2 separate regions of the Mus musculus genome follow, and region 2 is linked to region 1. The links are chromatin contacts, called in public HiChIP or PLAC-seq maps. All regions are on one chromosome and are shown on one strand. Each heading gives the region's core, a stretch centred on a gene start, on an enhancer-like site or on the middle of the called end of the contact. The rest is flanking DNA. Distances are from core to core; before and after follow the strand shown.

Region 1 (4,699 bases), core at 1,609-4,108:
AAGTGTCCCTTCCCCCCACCCCCACCCCCCAAGAAAGACTTTTAGCAACATTCCCCATCTTCTTGGTGTGAGAAAACATATCTTCAGTTGAGGTAAATAAAAAGGGATCGAGTTTTTTTTTTTTTTAAAAACAAAACTAAGGTATGAAAACCCAAAGAAAGGGCTAAGATTTCCTATTGGGGAATGCCCCCATTGACTTGGAGATTTAACAGGCTCTAGTCGTTGAGTGGATTAAGGAAAATGTTTGAAGGATGAGAATAACTTCAACATTCGCCTTCCCTCAATTAAAAATGCATAGAGGAGGCCTTAAGTAAGGGATGGCAACTCCTCCGTTACTTGGGCATGGCTTCGATAGTGGACAGCCTGGGAACCTGGTCCCAAGCACAGAAGTGAACAGAAGTAAATCCTAAGAGATTGTTTGAAAAAGAATTTTTATCACGCACTTCTCACCTTCAGATTAAATAAAACAGTTAATACGACGACAGGAGCAAAGTATATCATACATATTTATGAAAATGCCATACCAATTTTTATAATGAATATACACTAATAAGACTTTTAAAAAGAAGAGCCAGGCATGGTGACATGTGCCTTTAATCCCAAGTACTTTGAGACAGAGGAAGGCCAACCCTGAGCTTGAGGCCAGCCAAAGCAATATGTTGAGTCCCTGCCAAAAAAAAAAAAAAAAAACAGGCCCAGAAAGAAATCAGGGTCTGAGGAGACAGCTCAGTTGATGTGTTTGCCTTGCCTTATGAGGTCATAAATTTAATCCCCCAAATTTGTGTACAATCCTAGTGGTCAGGGGGCAAGTCCTTGTTACTTTGTTGTTTTTTGTTTTTTTGCTTTTCTAGATTTTGTGTAGCTTTGGCTGTCCTGGAATTTGCTTTGCAGACCACACTGGCCTCAAACTCAGAGATCCACCTGCCTCCTGAGTACTGGGGATTGAGTGCACTACCACTACGTGGGCTCCTGGGGCTTTCTAGCAAGCTAGATTTAGTGACTTTCAGACCAGCAAGAGGCTGTCTTTAAAAAAAAAAAAAAAATTCTTCAAAGAAAAATGCATGTGGAAGTTTGGTATTTAATTATCGTGTATTTGAGAAATTAGACAGGTTTTGGAGCTATAGGATCTATTTGATTGTTTTAATCTCTTAGAATTTCAATTTATATTATACAATCTGTGTTTTATGTTAAGTAATATGCAACAGGGAGAGATGTTGGGGAAACGGTGGCTAACTCATTTCCCTGAGCAGATGCGATTACTTGTGCTTAAGAGGATCTGATGACTGAGTGTAGTGAGAATTTGGTTTTGTTGAAAAACACAGAAAATTTTTATGGGAATTTGTTTTTGTTCTAATCCCAGGTGTGAGATATGGGGCTGCTTCATATTGTCCACAGAAGCTGACAGTGAGTTGCCTCATGCTCTAGCAGGGGTGTGAATTTGCCAGCTACAAATAGTTTCTGCCATTTGGGATTCCGGAGACTTTCCAGAGGGTATGTAAATACTAGGGCGGGAGAGATTGGTTGCTGTTTGTTAAGTAGTTGTGAGTAAAGAAACAGGAAGAAGAAATTAGATATACCTGACTACGAAGATCAAGCTTGCTCCAAGAAGCTCATCAACCCTCATCAGCAGGAAGTAGTCCAATATATAATGATGGCCCCTTCCACCCCTACCCTTTTTTAGTATTAGGGAGTTGAAAGGGTGAAAGAAGAGGGGTGGAAGAAAGAACACACAAAGTAGCCAAAGACCACCTACAACTTGTTCTGATTCCCCGTGTTTTAAAATGCCAATATGTTGCCTTGAATTAGGACTATGGTGCAGAAAGGAACAAGCTGAACCTTTAAAATCCTCCTTTTTTCATATCAGACTCAAAAACGGGCATCATGTATGAGACTCATTTTACGGGCGACCATTCTGGAGACCTCACTGATGTTGGATTTAGACCTAAGACTCACAGAAATGGGACGGCGAACTGGAGTCAGAAAAATCTGGATTTTGCCCTACTTTGCCTGGGGAACCTACAAGAACCGTTTAACTCTCTTCAAACAAAGGGACCAGTAAGATGTGTGATAGTTCACTCGAGAAAAGCGCTGCCAATCCCAGGCACCCGGCGACCGGACTCCCGAGGTAGCAAGCACGGTGCTGGATTCCTGACAGTCTGCCATTCCCCGGAGAGGCGGAGGGGGCAGGTATCCTCGGCGATCCTCCCTGCGGTCACAAGGCTAAGAACCGCGGAGTGACTGGACTCGGCCTGGCCCGCGCGCCCGGGCCGCTCAGGGTCAGCTCGGGCGGGCGCCAGGGGAGCGCGCGGGCTCGGAAGCCGGTGCCGGGGCTTTAACGTGCCGCGCCGCACGGGAAGGCAGGCCGGCTGGGCCGGCGGAACTTTTGTCATTCAAACCGTCGTCCGGCCCGGGGCCTGGGCTTTGTTCAGTCACTCGCGAGGCCTGGGCGCGCGGGCGGAGGCGGCGCTTCCTCCACTCGGAGGCGGGAGGCTCGGCCGCGGACCGCCGGCGACGCACGAGCAGGTCTGGGAGGGGCGCGGGCGACGAGCGGCGCGCGGCGGAGCGGGCGGCGGCCAGCGGTGGGCGAGGCCGGTGACCCAACAGAGCTGCGGGCCGCGGGGACCCCGCCCGCCCGGCTCGGGCACACGCCGCAGGTCCCCCGGCGGGCAGCTCGTGCCGCGCTCCGCACGCTCGGCGCCAGGGCGCCTCTAGCCACGGGTGGGAGCGCGCCTCGGGGCCGGGCCGGCCGGGCGCGGGAGGCGGGCGGCGGGCAGCGGGCGGCGGGCGGCGCGCGGGCGGGCGGGCGTACGGGAGCCGCCGCCGCAGGCCCGGGCCTCGGCCCGCCCCGCGCGCGCCCCCGCCGGCCCGCGCGCGCCCACCGGCTCTCTACTTGAGCGGCTCGCGGAGCGGGATCCCGGGAGACGAGGAGGCGGGGGCGAGCACAAGATGGCGGGTACGTGGCCCCAGTTCCCCGGGCGGCGGCGGCGGCGACGGCGGCGGCTCCCCGCGCTCGGCAGTGCCCGGGAGAGGCCGGCGCGGGGAGGCGCCGCCGGGCGGGCGGCGGGCGGCTGGGGCGCGGCGCCGGCCCGGGACGCTGACCCGGCCTTTCTTCTCTCCCCCGGCGCAGACCTCTCCCTGCTCCAGGAGGACCTGCCGGAGGACGCGGACGGACGTGAGTGGCGGGTGGCCTGGCAGCCCCGGAGGGCGGCGGGCGAGCGGGCGGACTCGGGACCCCGCCGCGCTGGGGAGCACCCGCGTGGTCGGACCTCGGCCGCCGCCCGCAGGCTCGGGCCGCGGGGCGGCTGTTGGGGAAGCAGAAGCCCGTGGGGCGGAGGCCGGAGAGGGGACATGGGTGTGTTTTTCCTGAGTGTCTTCCGCACCCTCGCCCCGATGAAGGAGGCGGCGGGTGCCGGGAGGTGTTTCCGCAAGGCTCGGGGGGCTGTGCGGCGTGCGGTGCTCGGCCCGCCCTCGGGGGTTCCCTCGCCCTAGTGTGTGCTGGTTACATACCTGTGTTGTACTTGACCTCTGAGCCGTTTCGGGTCCCCACCACCACCACTCACTCACACATTTGATTTCCGATTTTCGGGGAGGTTAGTAGGTGTGACCTTGGCAGGATGCAGTGACTAGGTTCAGAGAGCAGCTTTTTAAAATTGGGAGTGTTCAAAGCTCATTCTGGTACTTAAATGCTAAAATTGCAGGTTTCCGTTGAGATATTAAAGTTTTTAAAGAGTTGACTCTTTTTGTACATTAAAAAACAAAAAACAAAACCCAGTCAGCTTGTGGACATTGTTTCCATGTGGTGAAGGAAATGAGTTATTTAGAAAGATATCTTTCATTTTGAGTGTGTTTTGTGTTTTTCTAAGCTTCAGAAAATAATGGTGGTTGGAGACAGAAAAGACTATGACTTAGCTAACTTTATATGGGAAGAAGTTGTGAATTACACTTAAGTAGAAATGCTTTCTACTCGTGTTAATGTTTGCAGATAGAGTGACTGGTGGAAAATGCATTTTAGGAATAAAGTGTGCACAAAATGTTATTAAGTGTAGTTCATGGGAGATCTGAAACCAAGAAATATGCAGAGTTGAGCTGGTTGCTGTGATACAAGAGCTGTCTGGTGAGGGGAGAGAGCCTGCCTGGACTGGGGAGTGTGATTTCATACCTGTTCCGGTAATCCAGAGATGCCTTCGCGAAAATTGCTCTTACAAATGCTATGCAGATAGTCAGTAGCATTGTCTGATAGGATTTTCTTTACTCCACTTAAATTCCTGTTCTGAGCAATGGGAGGTGTTGCCTTGAGAAAGTGCCTTAGTCAGCACTTCTGTTGATATGATGTAACAACATGGCCAAAGGCAACTTGAGAAGAGGTTTGTGGCTCGTATTCTTCCTTATTGCAGTTCATCATCTTCATCATGAGGGCCGGAATCTGGAACTGGAAGCTGATGCAGAGGCCATGGAGGGCGCTGCTTAGTTGTTTGTTCCTCCTGGCTCACTCAGCCTGCTCTCTCAAAAGCACCCAGGATCCAGAGATGGCACTACCAACAACAGGCTAGGTCCTCCCAACAAGGGTCCCTAAGAAAATGCCCCCCCCCCCGGATTGCCTAGGGCAAGATAAAGAGGTTTCCTCCTCAGGTGACTCGACCCTTGTTAACTTGATATAACACAAACCAGCACAGAAGGCTTCTCTAAAGAGTATTTTTAA
Region 2 (4,699 bases), core at 1,354-3,853, 700 kb after region 1:
TGAGCCAACTGTTAGCAACTGAAGCAGAGAGCTCACCAAGTGGCCTTGGTCCAGAAAGGGAAGCCAGGGATATGTTTGGTATAGGTGCAGTATGGTGAGGTGGAAGGGGGTGCCTCTGGGGGCCCATGCTGAGGCATCCCTTTCCCTTGAGGTACCAGCCATAGGGCGGGATAGTATAGAATAGAGTTTATTTAGGGCATGGGGAGGGGAGTTGGGAAGGGAGTACACACACACACACACACACACACACACAGAGGTAGTCTATCAACAACACGTGAAGAGAGGAGAGAGGGGGGAGGGGAATGGGAGAGAAGGGGCAGAGAGGGAAAAGTGTAAGAGGGAAAGAGAGCAAGAGAGTAAGAGAGCGGAGGGGCCAAACAGCCCCTTTTACAGAGTCAGGCATACCTGGCTATTGCCGGATAACTGTGGGGCAGAGTCTACGGATAACTCAAGTTGTTTTCTCTGTGGAAACAGGGCCAGAAACACCTCCAGTCAGGGCTCTCAGGGGGCCACTTACTGGCCCTGTCAGGATCTCAGAGCTGTAAGACTGGTGAAGTGCCCTCAGGGCTGTGAGGTCATTCTCTAGAGAACTCCCAGCATTCAGTGTAGCTGTCCAGGAGTCACAGAGAACTGGGTAGGTACACCTGAAAGGGAGGCTGAGAATGAGATCGGATAGGCGGGCGAGAGAAGAATGAAGCCAAGCCAAAGAGTTCCAATCATGGCTCAAAGTTTCATTTTCAGCTCCGAGTTTATATAGGCAAACCCCAAAGACCCATCCCTTTGTTTCAGTTGGGTTCTGTTACAACAGGAAGTCAACTCCTCCTGGAGGCTCCATTAGAAATGCAAATGTGGTCCCTCCAGCATGGTTGCAAACCCTCTGAGGTCTGTTTAGTCAACTCAAGGCTGGGGGAAGGGCTTAATTCAGGGCACTACAGTGCCAATCCACAAAGCCACATGCTGTCATCCCTGAGACACTGAGTCATCTAGGAAGACCCGAATGTCCAACATGAAATCCTTGGAAACTCAGGTGACTGGAGGCCAGCATGAGCCAGGCTACTCTGCAGGTTGATCTTACCATCAGCTCATCTCCTGGGAAGCGGGTTGTTCTTTTGTGGCTTCTAATGAGAAAAATCAGAATATTTCTGCCATTGATTATCTCAGGAGCTTTAACAGCCATGCTCTGCCCTTGAACTCATCTTGTAGACAAGAAGCAGCAAAGTTTCTATAAGCCGTAGATTATAATTCTGTAAATTCCCTAGATTCATAGTATGTGGCAAGTCACAGCTGAAATGAAAACTGGCTGCTGTCATCGAATGTCTCTTGGCCCCTATCTGTGGAGGCTCTGGGTCACTAGCTGTACCATTCATATCCCTGAGGCAGATGCACTTTGGTTCTAGGTGTGGAGGAAATGAGTCCCACTTTAGCCTGGTTATTCTCACCAGCATCATGAGCACCGTAAGGGCCAGCATGTCCATCCGGCCTCTGGAATGCCATCTCAATTCCATGCTACTGATCACGCGTTAGCACAGTTTGGTAGCTGAGGCAGCCCCTTTGCAAGCTTAACCACTATCCTGTGTGCCCCAGTGACTTTGTCACCAAGTGCTCTGTAAAGAACTGGGACATGTCTGTAGTGTGCAAATGGGCTTCTAAAGATGCACTGGAGTCAGAAATCCCACAGGGTTCCACAGGAAGCTTCCCTGGGACAGGGGGTCCTAGAGTTGAACAGCAAGATGTGACAATAATTCTTCAAATTGGAAGTTCAGGCCTAAATCTCTTGTTTCCACGAACTAGGCAAGTCCAGGCAAGTCCCAGGTCTCAGAAGCTGCCCCACCACCTGGCTTGAGGCAAGGACAATGGGTTAAAGAGTTTCCAGCCCCCACGTCCCAGTAATGGAATGTCCCTAGAGATGGAGCAAGATAAAGATCACCTAACCCTGTCATCCCCTAATGTGCTTTAAAATCAGGACTGAGAGCTCACTTGGTTGTCTATCTTGGTGATGGGAGACCCCAGCATGCTGGACTTGTGCAGAATAAAACATTCTTTGTGCTTGCATACTATTTGAGTCCACCATATCATTCTTCAGCGAATCATGAACCCTTAACGTTATAAAATCATAAACTTTGACAATGGATAAGACAGGGCAAGCCAATACAGAGGTTCTTCCGTCTTGTATTCTTGCTGAGGCTATTTCAAATTAACCAGAATTGGATGCCCTGGGTAGAGAACCCTGTGGAAAATTACATAAGTGTGTTTTAGGAACACGAGGTTAAGATGCCCTAGCTAACTTACACTGGATTCTATTAAACTGCTTGTTTCTGTCCTTGTTTCCCTGCAGCTGCTGAGTGAGATGCAAGGATGTCGTTTTTTTTTTGCCTTAAAAAAACTACTACTGTATTGTGATGATGCACAGCGGTGCAGACAAGGAAAAGAAACTACAAGGATCTGAAGGGGACAAGCTCTTGGACCTTAAAACAGGCTGTAGGGTGCTGAGGGAATTGTTTCATGGGTGACTTTAAAATCCTATGTCTAAGACGGGCGCAGGCAACCTGGATCCTTTCAGCCAAAGAGAGAAAGGCAAACCGGCTCAAGTGGGCTCCCTCTGCAGGAAGTCTGGGGCAGTGCAAGGGGTGACCTCGGCGGTAACAAAGCCAGGCTTGTGTTCGAAAGAAGTCACAGTTTGTTGCTCCCGCAGGCAGGGCACCTGATAGTCTCCGATCTAGGACTGCGGGCGCTGGGGGATCCTGTGTCGCTTCCATTGAGACTTTCTCCCTATGAAATCAGACCTTTCCTGGAATGTGAGCATGGGTTTAATGCCAATGGCAACGAATCATCTCAATGATGTCAGGACACAAAATACAGAGAAGCATTTGAGGGCCCGGAGCAGGCCGACCTGGTGCTGGGTTGGGTGTGCCAGGACTCAGGACATCTGCCTTTCAGCCATCCCCTCTCCCCCAATTTAGAGAGAGGCCGACCAGGCACCACCCAGGGAGAAATTGCTCTGTCCTTGACTCTCGTCCTGGGATGGTTGTCTAGAGGCTGCACACGCAGGCAGAGGGGAAGCACCACTCACAAACCTGGGGTGCTCTGAGGAAGAGTGGTCCATTTCCCTTCTCTGTAAATTCATTTGAGACCAAACAGAGCGGTGGCACAGCTGGACAACCTGCTGACGTCCATGGAGTTCATTTTCAGCAAGCCCTTAAATGTGGTAGGTTTTTAATAAAGCTCAGAGCCTGTCCTTCTTTGGATAGACTTAATTTATGCCCATGTTACCTTAGTGCTGACATCTTCTGTTCTCTTCCGGCTCCTACCAGCTGCCACCAAGTAAGGGTTCCTCTTTTTCAAGACTCTATCTGCACAGACATCAGGTCCCACATCACATGTTAATGTTCACAGCTCAATGGCAATACTTCAGAAGAGTACCTAACATATGTAAAGACAGATCAACGAATCAACAAGACAAAAGCAAGCGACTGGAGAAAACGCACCAAGACCACAGTGATTGCTGGGAGTACAGTTCAGTAGTATAGTGCTTGCTTAACCTCCAGGAAGCTCCCGCATCACAAAACAACAACAGCTACAACAGAAAGCAGGGTGACGTGCCACCATCTATTTATCAGAATGGGGAAAAGAATGAAAAGAAGCAGCACAAGTTAATAAAATATATTCGTATAAATAATAACTATACTTATTTCATCATTTAAACAGTCGTTTAATTATTTAAATGATAAATCAAATTATAAGATCCCATTTATTTATTTATTTATTTTGTTTTTTTTTTGTTTGTTTTGTTTTGTTTTGTTTGAGACAGGGTTTCTCTGTATAGCCCTGGCTCTCCTGGAACTCACTTTGTAGACCAGGCTGGCCTCAAACTCAGAAATTCTCCTGCATCTGCCTTCCAAGTGCTGGGATTAAAGGTATGCGCCATTTAAATATTTAAACAACCTAATTAACCTTACTATTCAGCTAGATGTTTGATCATTATTTTTGTTACAGTATAACCGTTGCAATGACACTACATATCACCAACATAATTATCAAACGGACAGAGTATTCATACAATAGGTACCAGTGTTGACAGTGTAGAAAACTGATGTCAGCTCTGATGCATGCCCATGACTATCATAAGACAGACCTAGAACGATATCAACTCTAAACTCCTATAATCTAGAAGAGACTTGCATGGAATGGGGGGATTATGGCTTATTAGCACAGTGGCCACTACGGCATCAGTAATCTGACAAACTTTAGGTTTTTTTTTGTTTGTTTGTTTTTGCTTTTGTTTTTCGAGACAGGGTTTCTCTGTGTAGCCCTGGCTGTCCTGGAACTCACTTTGTAGACCGCCTGCCTCTGCCTCTAGAGTGCTGGGATTAAAGGCATGTACCACCACGCCCGGCTCAGACTTTAGGTTTTATCTGTGTGAAGTAATAAGGCTTATCTGTGGGCTGAGCTACTGGGAGAGGCTGTAGGGGCAGCCTCTGAGGTCTGGATCTTACTGGGGGCTCAGGAAGAGTCACTGAGAAAAAAAAACCAAAACTATAAAATCCATACTTTGTGTTCTTAAAAAAAAAAACCCGAAACCAAAAACCAAAAACCAACAACCAACGTGCCTGATTCTGCAATTGATTAATCCAAACAAAACAGAATACCAGGACACTTCCAGGGCAGGCTGGTCCTGAGCTCCTGGTGACAGCTACTGGCC

What was found. HiChIP or PLAC-seq counts read pairs in DNA pulled down with a chosen protein or histone mark.
Region 2: a contact with region 1 is called in an H3K27ac HiChIP or PLAC-seq map of embryonic stem cells, with 5 times the contacts expected there. The contact joins the enhancer-like site here to the promoter of Ppp4r1 in region 1. A contact is called at or near these places in 3 of 39 promoter capture datasets (cranial neural crest, hippocampal neurons and liver), 1 of 484 Hi-C or Micro-C datasets (embryonic stem cells), 7 of 115 datasets of contacts at active chromatin or transcription factors (embryonic stem cells, epiblast stem cells and extraembryonic endoderm stem cells) and 1 of 9 other capture datasets (embryonic stem cells).

Annotation. Positions count from the first base shown.
Region 1 is chr17:65,780,497-65,785,195 of GRCm38.p6, forward strand. Ppp4r1 (protein phosphatase 4, regulatory subunit 1) reads left to right here and starts at 2,859. Exons shown (of 20, transcript NM_001114131.1): 1 at 2,859-2,953; 2 at 3,128-3,172. The coding sequence starts at 2,947.
Region 2 is chr17:66,483,323-66,488,021 of GRCm38.p6, forward strand. No RefSeq gene overlaps it. Among named protein-coding and RNA genes, the nearest start is that of Gm41608, 21 kb to the right of the region's middle. Within about 2 kb of position 2,604, at least 37 of the 459 cell types and tissues checked have an H3K27ac peak or open chromatin away from gene starts, as enhancers often do. A contact at or near this core is called in embryonic stem cells, epiblast stem cells and extraembryonic endoderm stem cells, where this site is marked.